2 separate regions of the Sus scrofa genome follow, and region 2 is linked to region 1. A link is a contact called in public Hi-C data. All regions are on one chromosome and are shown on one strand. The core of a region is the stretch at or near the end of the contact, and the rest is flanking DNA. Distances in the headings are between cores, read along the strand shown. Region 1 holds the start of MAP2K1 (mitogen-activated protein kinase kinase 1). Region 2 holds the start of LCTL (lactase-like protein).

Region 1 (5,616 bases), core at 1,645-4,144:
TAAGTGTAGTATCATAGTGTTTTCAAATTATTGTGGAAAAATATACATAAAAATTTTATAATTTTGAGCATTTGCAAGTGTATGTTTAGTGGCATTAGGTACTCACATTGTGGTTTTTTTCTTTTTTTGTCTTTTCTAGGGCAGCACCTGCAGCATATGGAGGTTCCCAGGTTAGGAGTCCAATTGGAGCTGTAGCCGCCAGCCTATGCCAGAGCCACAGCAACTCGGGATCCAAGCCGCATCTGCAACCCAAACCACAGCTCACTGCAAGCCAGATCCCCAACCCACTGAGCGAGGCCAGGGATTGAACCCACAACCCCATGGTTCCTAGCCATTGTGCCACGGGAACTCCTCACATTGTGGTTTTAAGTTGCATTTTCCTGATAAAGAAGTTCAGCATCTTTTCATATCTTCTTCTGGTTAATATGTTACCATTTTTTTTTTTTTTTTGTCTTTTCTAGGGCCACAGCCATGGCATATGGAGGTTCCCAGGCTAGGGGTCGAATTGGAGGTGTAGCCGCCAGTCTATGCCAGAGCCACAGCAATGCCAGATCCAAGCTGAGTCTGCGACCTACACCACAGCTCACGGCAACACCAGATCCTTAATTCACTGAGCAAGGCCAGGGATCGAACCCGCAACCTCATGGTTCCTAGTCGGATTCATTAGCCACTGAGCCACGATGGGAACTCCCATGTAGGAGTTCTTCATATATTATAGATATGATTTCTTTTTCCAATATATGTGTTGCAAATGTCTCCTCTCCTTTTTATCTTTTTTTTTTCTTTTTGGTCACATCAGTGGCATGTGGAACTTGCCTGGAGAGGGCCTGAACCTGTGCCACAGCAGTGACCCGAGGCACAGTAGTGACAACACCAGATCCTTAACACTGCACCACCAGGGAACTCTTTTTTACACTTTTTTTTTTTTTTTGTCTTTTTGCTATTTCTTTGGGCCGCTCCCGCGGCATATGGAGGTTCCGAGGCTAGGGGTGGAATTGGAGCTGTAGCCGCCAGCCTACGCCAGAGCCACAGCAACGCGGGATCCGAGCCGCATCTGCAACCTACACCACAGCTCACGGCAATACCGGACCATTAACCCCCTGAGCAAGGGCAGGGACCGAACCCACAACCTCATCGTTCCTAGTCGGATTCGTTAACCACTGTGCCACGACGGGAACTCCCTTTTTTACACTTTTTGAAGGTTGAAAGTAATTAACAGTAATGTAGTCCAATTTATCATATTTTTCCTTTACGACTTGTGGGGTTTTTTAATGTGTGTGTCTTGTTTAAGAAACCTTTGCTAGGATTTCCCTTGTGCCACAGCGGGTTAAAGATCTGGCATTGTCACTGCAGCTGCTTGGGTCACTGCTGTAGCTCAGGTTCGATCCCTGGCCTGGGAACTGGGAATGGGAACTTCCATATGCCGCAAGCAAAGACAAAGAAAAAAAAGAAAGAAAGAAAGAAAGAAAGAAAGAAAGAAAGAAAGGGCTGTTTCCACTTTTTGGCTGTTATAACTAAGGCTGTTTCCACTTTTTGGCTGTTATAACTAAGGCTGCCATAACGTTTGCATAAACAGTTGTGTACAAATTTTGTATGGATATATATTTTTTCATTTCTCTTGAGCACATAGGAGTGGAACTGCTGGGGCATGCTGTAACTATATTTAACTGTTTGAGGATCTGCCAGACTATTTTTCCAATTATCTGCACTATTTTACATTCTCATCTTTTTTTTTTTTTTTTTATCTTTTAAATGGCTGCACTGGTGGCATATGGAAGTTCTCTGGCCAGGGATTGAATTTGAGCTGCACCTTTAACCTATGAAACAGCTGTGGCAACACTGGATCCTTTAACCCACTGCACCAGGCGGGGGATCAAATCCAGCTTCTTAACCCACTGTGTCACAGAGGGAACTCCTACATTCTCATATTAATCTTAACAATTTTTTAAAATGTTTAAAATTGAATATGCTATATATAATAATAATAACAATAATAAAACTTCAAATAGTCTACAAAATGAAAAGGAAACCTTATTCTCTATATACTGCAAACAGCTGACACGCTTCTCTGAGCCACTAGGTGCAGATGCTTGCATTGTTTTGCACACCTAATGCTTTTAGAACTTTAGGAAAGGCGAAGGGGAAGAGATGGATTCAATGTGTACTTTCAGTCATTTGAATCACCTTTGATCTTAAGCTTTTTATTGATATCTTATTTCCTCAGTTTTATAGAACTGGAAATCTTGGTTGAAAAAGCTTTTTTTGTTTTTAAAACTTTAAAAATATATTCCCAACATGCTCTCAGAAAAGGTTGCCCCAATTTACAGTCTCATCACCACTGAATACCCATCTCCCTGTACCTTCGTTAACAGATTAGTAGTATTACCGTTTTATATGTATCTGTATATCTATTTGCCAGTTTGTTGTGCGCAAGGAGTCTCTAGACAAATTGACTATTTCCGACGCTGCCTCTAGAAACAAAAATCGGGTCTTTTCCTTTATTCATTTTATTACTTCAGCTCTGTCAACGTGACTCGGCCTGGGGTCTATAATCACCGCAGAGCAGGAGACTGTGTCGCTACCAACCAGGTCAAGCTCCCCTCTCTGCTAGCTGTGGGAACCAGGATTCACGACCTCTTTTCTCCATGGGTCCACCTGCGTGCCTCTGGGCAGCAGAGGGCGCGGCTGAACCACCACCGGACCCCTCCCCCAGGTTAACGCGCCGCGCCCCCGTGACGTATTTCCGCGTCATCTGCTGCCGAGGAGTGCTCCTATTGGCTGTCGGCTAGGTAATAGGGGCGGAGCCGAGTGGGTGTGTGGAAAACGCAGCCTCCTGGGTGGGGAGGTGAGGCTTCCCCCTTCCCCGCCCCTCCCCCGCCCTCCAGTCCCTCTCTGGGACGGCTGCGCGGACCCGCTTGGAACGCGGCGGTAGCGGCGGCGCACTTTCCCCGGCTGTAGCTGGACAAGGCTGTAGTGCGCGCGCCGCGGCGCCCCTCGAGCGGGAGGGACCGGTTGACTGCAGTAGAGTCGGAGGGAATCCCGGGCTGCGGAGCTGCGCCGGCGGGGAAGCCCTTCGGTTTGCTGTGCACCAAGAGAGTAAGGCGGGGGGTCTCCCGAGACCGCCACCGGCCCCCTCGGTGCCGACAGGACCGCGCGGAGCGCGCCCCCCGAAGGCAGCCCCGGGCCGGTGGCCCTGACTTGGTCCCGCGCGCCGGGCGCCGGGCAGCTCAGAGGGAGGAAACAAGAGGGGCCGCCCTCCCCGCGGAGTTGGAAGCGCTTTCGCTCGGTCCAAAATGCCCAAGAAGAAGCCGACGCCCATCCAGCTGAACCCGGCCCCCGACGGCTCCGCGGTTAACGGGACCAGCTCGGCGGAGTAAGTCTGGGGGTGCTGAGGTGGCCCGGGCCGGGGCGCAAGAGCGGAGTCGGGTGCGTGCGGCGCGCGGGGCTCCTCTCGAGTCGTCACGTACGTCTCGGGCTGTCGGGCTCGAGGAACTCCCCGCCGCCGAGGTGACTAAGCACTGATTGTGCTCCTGATTCAGACCGGTCAGTGGACCCAAGGAGTGTCGATCTCCCCCCCCCCCCGCCCATCCCCACCCCTTTCCCGACCCTTTCAGTCATCCCTGACTTCTGATCATTTTCCTCTTCTCCCTTAAAGATTAAAAACTGGTTCATTGCCCGCCCGTCCCCAGCTGTTTTCCCCAGATCCTCCGGGATTTTGGCCTGTAACGAGGAGAAGGGAGCAGATGTCTTGGAGTAATTAAGATCACATCTGCGTCTTTGAGACCAGCTCAGTTTGTAGAGTGTGGAGTTGGGACCGGCTAGCAGCCCTCACCTTCTTACCTGACACCTGTGGCCTAGGATTGCCTCGCTGCGGCTACCGCCTGGCCCGGGGGGGGGGGGGGGCGTGTGTACACTGATATTCCCGTGGCTTCTCCCTTGTCGACTTTGGGGGCTCCCATTCCTTGGCCTTCCTGGAAACCCTCTTGTCTCTAAGGGAGCGGCTTTTCTTTTTCTTCTTCTGACCATTCATTCACTCATTCATCAAATCGCTTTTCATTAGTGTCTCCTGGGGTTTTTTATTTGACCATGATCCCTAAATTTCTGACCTGAGGCCTGACACCTTGGCCTTGGAAATCACACATAAGGTGCTCCATTTCTGCAGCTTCCAGTGTTGCCCACAAACCAGCACTTTATTTCATTAGACAGTGATGAAACTGTTTCATTGCTGTTTCCAAGTTCCTACATCTGCTTTTCGTCCTGGGTAAGGGACAGGATTGTATGAGGAAGAAAGACTTGGTGAGCTGGAGAAATACCAGAAAAGATTTAGTTCTTAATCTCTTACCTGCAGACTGAAGACTGAGAAAGCTAACTAATAAAATGAATAGATTAGGCCTGAACCTTCTGCCCTTTGGTGATTTCTGTAACCTTCCTTTGTCTCTCTAGATTTTAATAGCCTGGGGACTTGGTGACTCTTTCTGTCCTTATGATGACCACAGGGCCAGTGGTGGACAGACCTGTGGTGGGAGCTCAACTGCATTCCTCAGACATGTTCTCAACAAACTCCTTTCACTATTGTAGTGTCTGTTTTGCATGATATTAACTTGTACAGGTCTGTGGATTACTTTGCAAACATTCAATTTTAGTGTACAGAGTTTTATCCCCTTAAAATAGTGTGAAAGGCCTCCAGGACAGGGCAGGCCAGGACAAGTTTTTTTTTTGTTTTTTTGGTTTTTTTTTTGGTCTTTTTGCTATTTCTTGGGCCGCTCCCGTGGCATATGGAGTTTCCCAGGCTAGGGGTCGAATCGGAGCTGCAGCCGCCAGCCTATGCCGGAGCCACAGCAACTCGGGATCCGAGCCGCGTCTGCAACCTACACCACAGCTCATGGCAATGCCGGATCATTAACCTACTGAGCAAGGGCAGGGACCGAACCCGCAACCTCATGGTTCCTAGTCGGATTCGTTAACCACTGCGCCACGACGGGAACTCCTTTTTTTTTTTGTTTTTTTGGTTTTTTGGTTTTTTTTTTTTTTTTTAGGCCAGGACAAGTTTTGACCAAGGTTGATTCTCACTGAATGTCGTGGCCTGATCATCCTGCTCCCTTTTGATTTGGAGGAGGGTACGAAGTGGAAATACCTATGGTCATTCTGTTGTTAATTGTGACACCATTGCTGTGTTCTTGCAAAGGGAAGGAGTTTCATTATAAGAAAACAGTATAGGGAGGAAAAGAAGAAACTACCCTGGAGTTTGGGTGGGACTGAGAGATTCTAAACAGTGGTTAGAGGTTGGGCTCTGGGGTCAGGCTAAGTTTGAAACTGGGCTCTATTACTTGGGGTTTTGTGACCTGGGACAAGTCTCTTAGTCTCTCTAAGGCTTAGGTTTAGTTTCTTCATCTGTGAAAATGGGTCTGATTATAGAACCTATTTAGAGTAGTTGTCAAGGTTTTTTTTTTTTTTTTTTTTTTTTTTTTGTCTTTTTAGGGCCAAACTTATGGCATGTGGATGTTCCCAGGCTGGGGGTCCAGTTGGAGCTATAGCTGTTGGCCTGCACCACAGCACCTCGGGATCCGAGCCACATCTGCGACCTACACTGCAGCTCACGGCAATGCCGGATCCTTA
Region 2 (6,116 bases), core at 2,411-4,910, 160 kb after region 1:
AGGAGCATGGTGGCCCGTTTCATAGCCTTTTTCTGCCAATGTCTGCAGGGATGGCAAGTGGGGACCATAGGACCCGTGAGAAGTAGCAAGGTACACTCCTGACTGGGAGGTGGCTTTTCCCACTTGGAGGGGGGCCCTGCTCACCCGAGGATCACTGAAAGTGACCCAGTGCTTCACCCGGTCCCCAAAGGCCTCGAAGCACAGGTTGGCATAATCGCTGAAGTAGTTGGCCATGCTCGCGTTCTGCCACCCGCCATACTTGACTTGGAGCAGCTGTAATCAGAGAAGTGGAGAGAAAAGCAAGTGTCTCAAGGGCCCATCTCTAGAAAAGAGTTTTAGAGCCAGTTGGCCGATTTTGTGGGAGAAACATGGGTGATTACAGCTACAGAGGATGTTTAGTGGAAAGGGGAGCAAAGATAAGGGTCTTGGGCATTAAGATTGGAGACAGGGGCAGTGATGAACTGTGAGGCGACATAAATGTGGAGACATACCTTATACTGACAAGAGGGAGGGAGCAGAGAAAGCTTGAGATTCTCACAGCTAAAAGGAACTTGATAGATTGAATATTTAAGAAAAATTATGAGAGGAAAGAGGTCTGATTATGGGAAGAGAATCTTGAATATAAAGAATATGAAGAAATAAGATGCAATGCTGGGCATGGAAGCTCTAATTAGGATTTTTTAAGGGCCATGCAAAGGTCAGGAACTTCCTAGAAGCCTCTGTCATGACAGTGGGTTCTGGACTTCCCATTGTGGCTCAGCGGGTTAAGAACATGACTAGTATCCATGAGGATGTGGGTTCGATCCCTGGCCTTATTCAGTGGGTTAAAGGATCTCGCGTTGCTGTGAGCTGTGGTATAGGTCATAGATGCGGCTCAGATCCCATGATGTTGCTGTGGCTATGGTGTAGTTACTAAACAGCTCCTCTGCCAGCTGGGCCATGATCTCCGTGGAGCCTCGTGGAATGAATCAAAAAATTTCTTGAATAGTGATGTTCATAAGCGTGTTGAAACTTTACAGAAATTGCTTGAGTGGTGCTCATTTATGAGCACATAGGTGCTCGCTCAAACAAACTGGGAGAAAAAGGCTAACAAACTTATTATCCCATCAACTCTTGCTCAGAAGATGCTGCTTTCTTTATAGTTTGTTTCAAGTATTTTTTTTTTTTTGGTAGCACCTGAGGCCTGCAGAAGTTCCCAGCTAGGGAGCAAACCCAAGCTATAGCAGCTACCAGAGCCACAGCAGTGACAACATTGGATCCTTAACCCACTGAGGCACCAGAAAATTCCTTTATATATATTTTTTCTTTTTTTAGGGGTGCACCCATGGCATGTAGAAGTTCCCAGGCTAGGGGTGAATGGGAGCTACAGCTGCTGGCCTGCACACAGCCACAGCAGCACAGGATCTGAGCCAGGGCTGCAACCTACACCACAGCTCATAGCAACACCAGATCCTTAACCCACTGAACAAGGCCAGGGATTGAACACCCAACCTCATGGTTCCTAGTCAGATTCATTTCCACTGTGCCACAATGGGAACTCCAAATTCCTTTATATTTTGACTTGTTATTTCTAGGCCTAATGTTTTAGAAAACATCAAAACTCATGCTTATCACTTATAACAAACATCATTTCAACCAGTGTGACCTCCGTGCTGTGGGTGAGTAGAGACATTTCTTCTTCACTCCCTGTCATCTTTCTCAAGTTAGAGCACAGTCCCCATCCTTTGTCCCACCTTGGCAACCCCGGGTACCTAGATCAGGTTCCTTCCTGCTGAGCTGAGCTTCTCCCTTGGGCCACTAAGCCTGCACAGCCTCACCTGAGGGAGATCCCAGTGGTGCAAGGTCACAACAGGGGTGATGTTGCTTTTCAGAAGGGCGTCAATGAAGTCACTGTAGAATTGGATCCCCTTCTTGTTCACCTGGTCAGCTAAAGGTAAAATAAAAGGGGACTTGACAAGAAAGGGCCTTGGCCTTGACCTTCTGAAGTGCAGTATTCTTGGGCCCTGTGGCTTTTCACAGGCGCGAAGGCATGTCACCCCAGCGGGTCTCGGACAGTGGGAAATCTACCCCTGAGAGCCCAGCTACCTGTAGAACCCATGAGAGATGCTGCTGGGAAAACCATGCTCAAGGGCTCTCTCCCCACCCTAGACATGTCCCAAAGCCAACATGGCCAAAAAGGGCCCCACCTGGGCTGGAGAAGGGTGGCCCAGCTCACCTCGGATGCCCGTGGGCAGGAGCCGGGGCCAGGACAGGGAGAAGCGGTAGTGGCTGACGTGCAGCTCCCTCAGCAGGGCAATGTCCTCCTGTGCAGATGGGGGCAGGTGCAGTGCAGGGTCAGCTGGGCCTGGTCAAGGCTCCCTCCTGTCCATATTCTTTGTTTACACCCCAAGTGGGATGCTGTCTGCCCTCAATTCCTCCTGGGACTATGCCAGGAGTCAAGTAAAATATAGGATATGGGGGTGCTTTGAGAAATCCATCAGGGTGTTCCTAATAAACTTGGGTGATGGATCCCCAAGCCAGAGAGGAAAGCAGGTGCTAAGCAGAGGAACTGAGGATGAGCTGGTCCCATGCTCTCCACAGGGTGCTTATTCCCATGCAGGGGCCGGGGTTAAGGCCACTGTGGCCTGTAGGACCTAAGGTCACAGCCTCAACCCTTCAATTGCCCATCACTTGGACTAAAGCACTGGCTCAGGTGAGGCCCTGATTCCCCTTCCTCCTACAATCCACCTTCCCACACCCTGATACCCCCACCCCCACCTGAAGCCCTGGTCATCACCAGCCCCTCCCTTCTGGGCTGATTCAGGGTCAGGAGTGTTTAGCAGAGTACTTGGTTGTCACCTGGGATCCTTCAGTAGGTCACTTCCTAACTCTTAGTTGATGTTCAATCATACACATGTATACCCATCACTCACCTGGACCTTGTAGTAGCTGTTACAGGCCACATCTGCTGTCTCGTCCCCAAGCACATTCCCCTTCCTGCTGTGTGTGAAGGCGTCCCAGATACTGGGCCCTTTCCCGTCCTGGTCCCAGGCACCCTCAGTCTGGAAGGCAGAACTGCCCACGCCCCAGGAGAAGCCTGCGAGTGGAGACCCCAGGCTGGGCCCTGAGCCCCCTCCCACTCCCCACCCAGAACTAGGACCCTGGGCTGTTCTTCCTGGACCACCAGGCAGGCCCTGTCCCCCACAGCCTGGCCTTCTCCCTCGGAGTGGGAGGATGTGTGGCAGGGTTGTAGGGTGAGGAAAGACATCATACAGTAAAAGCATTTATCTGTACCATTTTAGCTCTGATTAGCATTTACTATCTCTATACTTAAAAAAAAAAAAAAAAAAATCCGTGAAGAACCTCTTTTATTTTAGAACAACTGCATGGAGTTATTTCCCTCGTCCTGCCTGTAAGGAAGCTAAAACACCAACCTCCTTTGCAAGCCAGTTAAGGTGGGCAAGCTGACAGACAGACAGACAACCCAACACAGGAGTACACATACCAAGTGGGAAGTTTCCATAGTAGAAGGAGGCCTCTTCTGGGGATCCCTTCCTGGTGGCCCCCAGCGTGGATGCCCGCAATAGTGCCCACCAAACAGTGACAACCCACACTGGCTTCATGGCACCCGGCCCTCCCCCATACCTGAAAAAGCACATTGACAGGACCAAGCAGCCTGGGATTGGAGCGCAGATCCTGGCTTGGAGACAGGGGCAGAAAGGGAGGAGGTGGGCAGGGGTGGGGACATTTTATCTAGAGAAGTGTTGGCTCTTCTGGGGACAGCTGGTCCATGGCTCTGCTGGGACCCCCAGCTCAGGCTGAGGGGCTCCAGATACAATTCCCAAGTTAAGCACTAATGCCTGGGTTTGGGGAGCTCTGGGTCTGATGGGCAAGGCTTCAAACCACTCCTGGTCCTTGCATGATGGGGGAGACCTAGTCTGTACCCTGTGATGCCCCCAATCTAATGGGGAAACCACTCCGCCTTAGGGAAGCTCCAGTCTGACGGGGGAGGCAGGACAATCTGCAGCACCCTCACCTACACACTGTAGCCTATGCAGAGAGACAGACCCCCACCCCCAAGCCAGGGGGGACAAGCAGGGTCAGGGCAGTTCCCTTCCCCTGGCTCCCCTCTCTGATGCCAACCTGGCCAGCTTACCCAGGATTGTCCTCGGTCCCAGACACCCCCGGAATAGCAGCTGGTGGCCAGAGCACTCTCAGACTGACCCCCTAGGGGCCGCATTGTCCCCCCCACCTCCCAGAGCAGAGCCCTCAGCACAGCGAAGGCTCTGGTTGGGGGCGTGACTAGTGGCCTAACCCCCCTACAAAGAGCTTCAATAGCCCCAATTCAGCGGGGAGGGCAGGAATGCTGAGCTGGCCAGCGGGGCCTGAGTCAGCAGCCATGTAGCCTGGCCCTGGGCCCGGGGCATCCAGTCAGACCATCCTGGGGTAGAGGGGGGAGCAACCCAATCCCCGGCCCCTTCTGGGCCTGATGTGCCATCTTCAGCACACCTTAGCTTGCAAAACTCGGGGTGGGTGTCGGGGGCGGGGAGCAGTATGGACATCTGGTTCTGTGTTTACTCATTGCTGCTGGAGAAAATTCACTGCAGAAGGTAAATTTGGTTTTCCCACCTCACCCATCTCACTCTGGACCTGTCATTCATTCCTTCTCTCATTCAGTCATGACTGCCTGCTAGAATGTACCCTTCCTGGAGGCTCAACACCTCCTGTTCTGCACTGAGGCTGCCAAGGTCCCCCAACTGTGCTCCCTACACTACAGTGCCCTAACCTCTTCCCTGCCTCCACCGTTGCAGCCCTCTTCATCTCCCTCAACCTCCAGCCCACCTGTGGCTCCTTAAGTGGGGAGGTCTTACCCTTTCGTGGTTAATTTCTTCCTGCCAGAGTGAAATGGGACTTGGTCTGAGCCCCTAGGGGCTCAGGGTCTGGTGGGGGAGGGAGGCAATCAGGAGAGGGTTTTTTTGTGGGGTTTTTTTTGTTTTTTGTTTTTTTTGTTTTTGTCTTTTTAGCTATTTCTTGGGCCGCTCCCGCGGCATATGGAGGTTCCCAGGCTAGGGGTCGATTCGGAACTGTAGCCACCGGCCTACGCCAGAGCCACAGCAACGCAGGATCCAAGCCACGTCTGCAACCTACACCACAGCTCACGGCAGGAGAGGGTTTTAAACACTGCCAGTGATCAGCACTAATGGAAGGAGGGTCAAGACACTGTAGAGGCTCAGGGAGGTGGGGCTGGCTTCATAGGGAGGGGACATTGGACAGGATGCTCGAAGGATGTGGTGGCATTTGCCAGATGGTGTGGAGCAGGGAGGTATGGGAACAGACAGAACAGCAGGAGCAAATGCCCTGAGGTGTATTTGTGGACCTGGAAACTTGGTATCTTCTTTTCTCTGGCAGTGACCAGGTAGGGCCGTGTCCTCAGGTGAATGGGCCACTGGACAGCCGCCCTCCTGGCCCTCTCTTCTATGGGTGGACTGCTGTGAGTGTCCAAGACCCAGAGTGCTCTCTTTGCACTGGTGCTCCTGCCTGCCTCGCCAGGCCCGTGGGCCTTGGGCATCCTGCTACCAGGCTCAGGTTGGCAGGAAACGTAAAACTTTAAGAGCTGATCTCATCTGAGAAAAATGCCCCCTTCCCACAGAGCCAGGGGCCTAGTGTTTGTGTTGGGGGCAGGGTGCTGGTCAGCCTGGCGTGGTCAGGGCCGCTTGGGGTCTGTCTGCAGACCCGGCCTCCACCGTCTGATCCCCATTCTCCTCCATAGGGTCCAAGCTGGAAGGACACAGGCCTTACAGCTGGGTGACCCCTCCCCACCCCCCATTCCTCCCAACCCCATCCCACTCCAGGACTGCTTGGGTCTGGCTGGAGGCTTGGAGCAACTGGCAGAACCCTCCCTTTGGTCAGGGAAGAGCCATGTCTGAAGTCCCTGGGGCCCAGGCCTGGCTGAAGAGCAGTTGTGAGGGTGAGCCTCTGAGCTTCCTCCTCTTCCCTCCTTGCAAAGTGCTGCAGGGTTGGGGGCCCCTCTGCCAGCAGCCTCTGTGGGGTCTAGGCTGGAGCCCAGTCTTTGTGACTTTTAGGAAGTTTACTTGGTAAAAGCAAAAGGTCTGGTCCTCTGCCCTAAGTGTTGATGG

What was found. A called contact is a pair of places that touch in the nucleus more often than the background predicts.
Region 2: a Hi-C map of embryonic fibroblasts shows a contact between it and region 1, with 4 times the contacts expected there. The contact joins the promoter of LCTL here to the promoter of MAP2K1 in region 1. A contact is called at or near these places in 1 of 5 promoter capture datasets (fetal liver) and 2 of 47 Hi-C or Micro-C datasets (both in embryonic fibroblasts).

Annotation. Positions count from the first base shown.
Region 1 is chr1:164,378,998-164,384,613 of Sscrofa11.1, forward strand. It overlaps MAP2K1 (mitogen-activated protein kinase kinase 1), which reads left to right and starts at 2,895. Exons shown (of 10, transcript NM_001143716.1): 1 at 2,895-3,373. The coding sequence starts at 3,294.
Region 2 is chr1:164,536,517-164,542,632 of Sscrofa11.1, forward strand. LCTL (lactase-like protein) reads right to left here and starts at 3,661. Exons shown (of 13, transcript XM_003121742.6): 1 at 3,485-3,661; 2 at 2,913-3,076; 3 at 2,216-2,303; 4 at 1,818-1,927; 5 at 145-273; 6 at 1-42. The coding sequence starts at 3,638.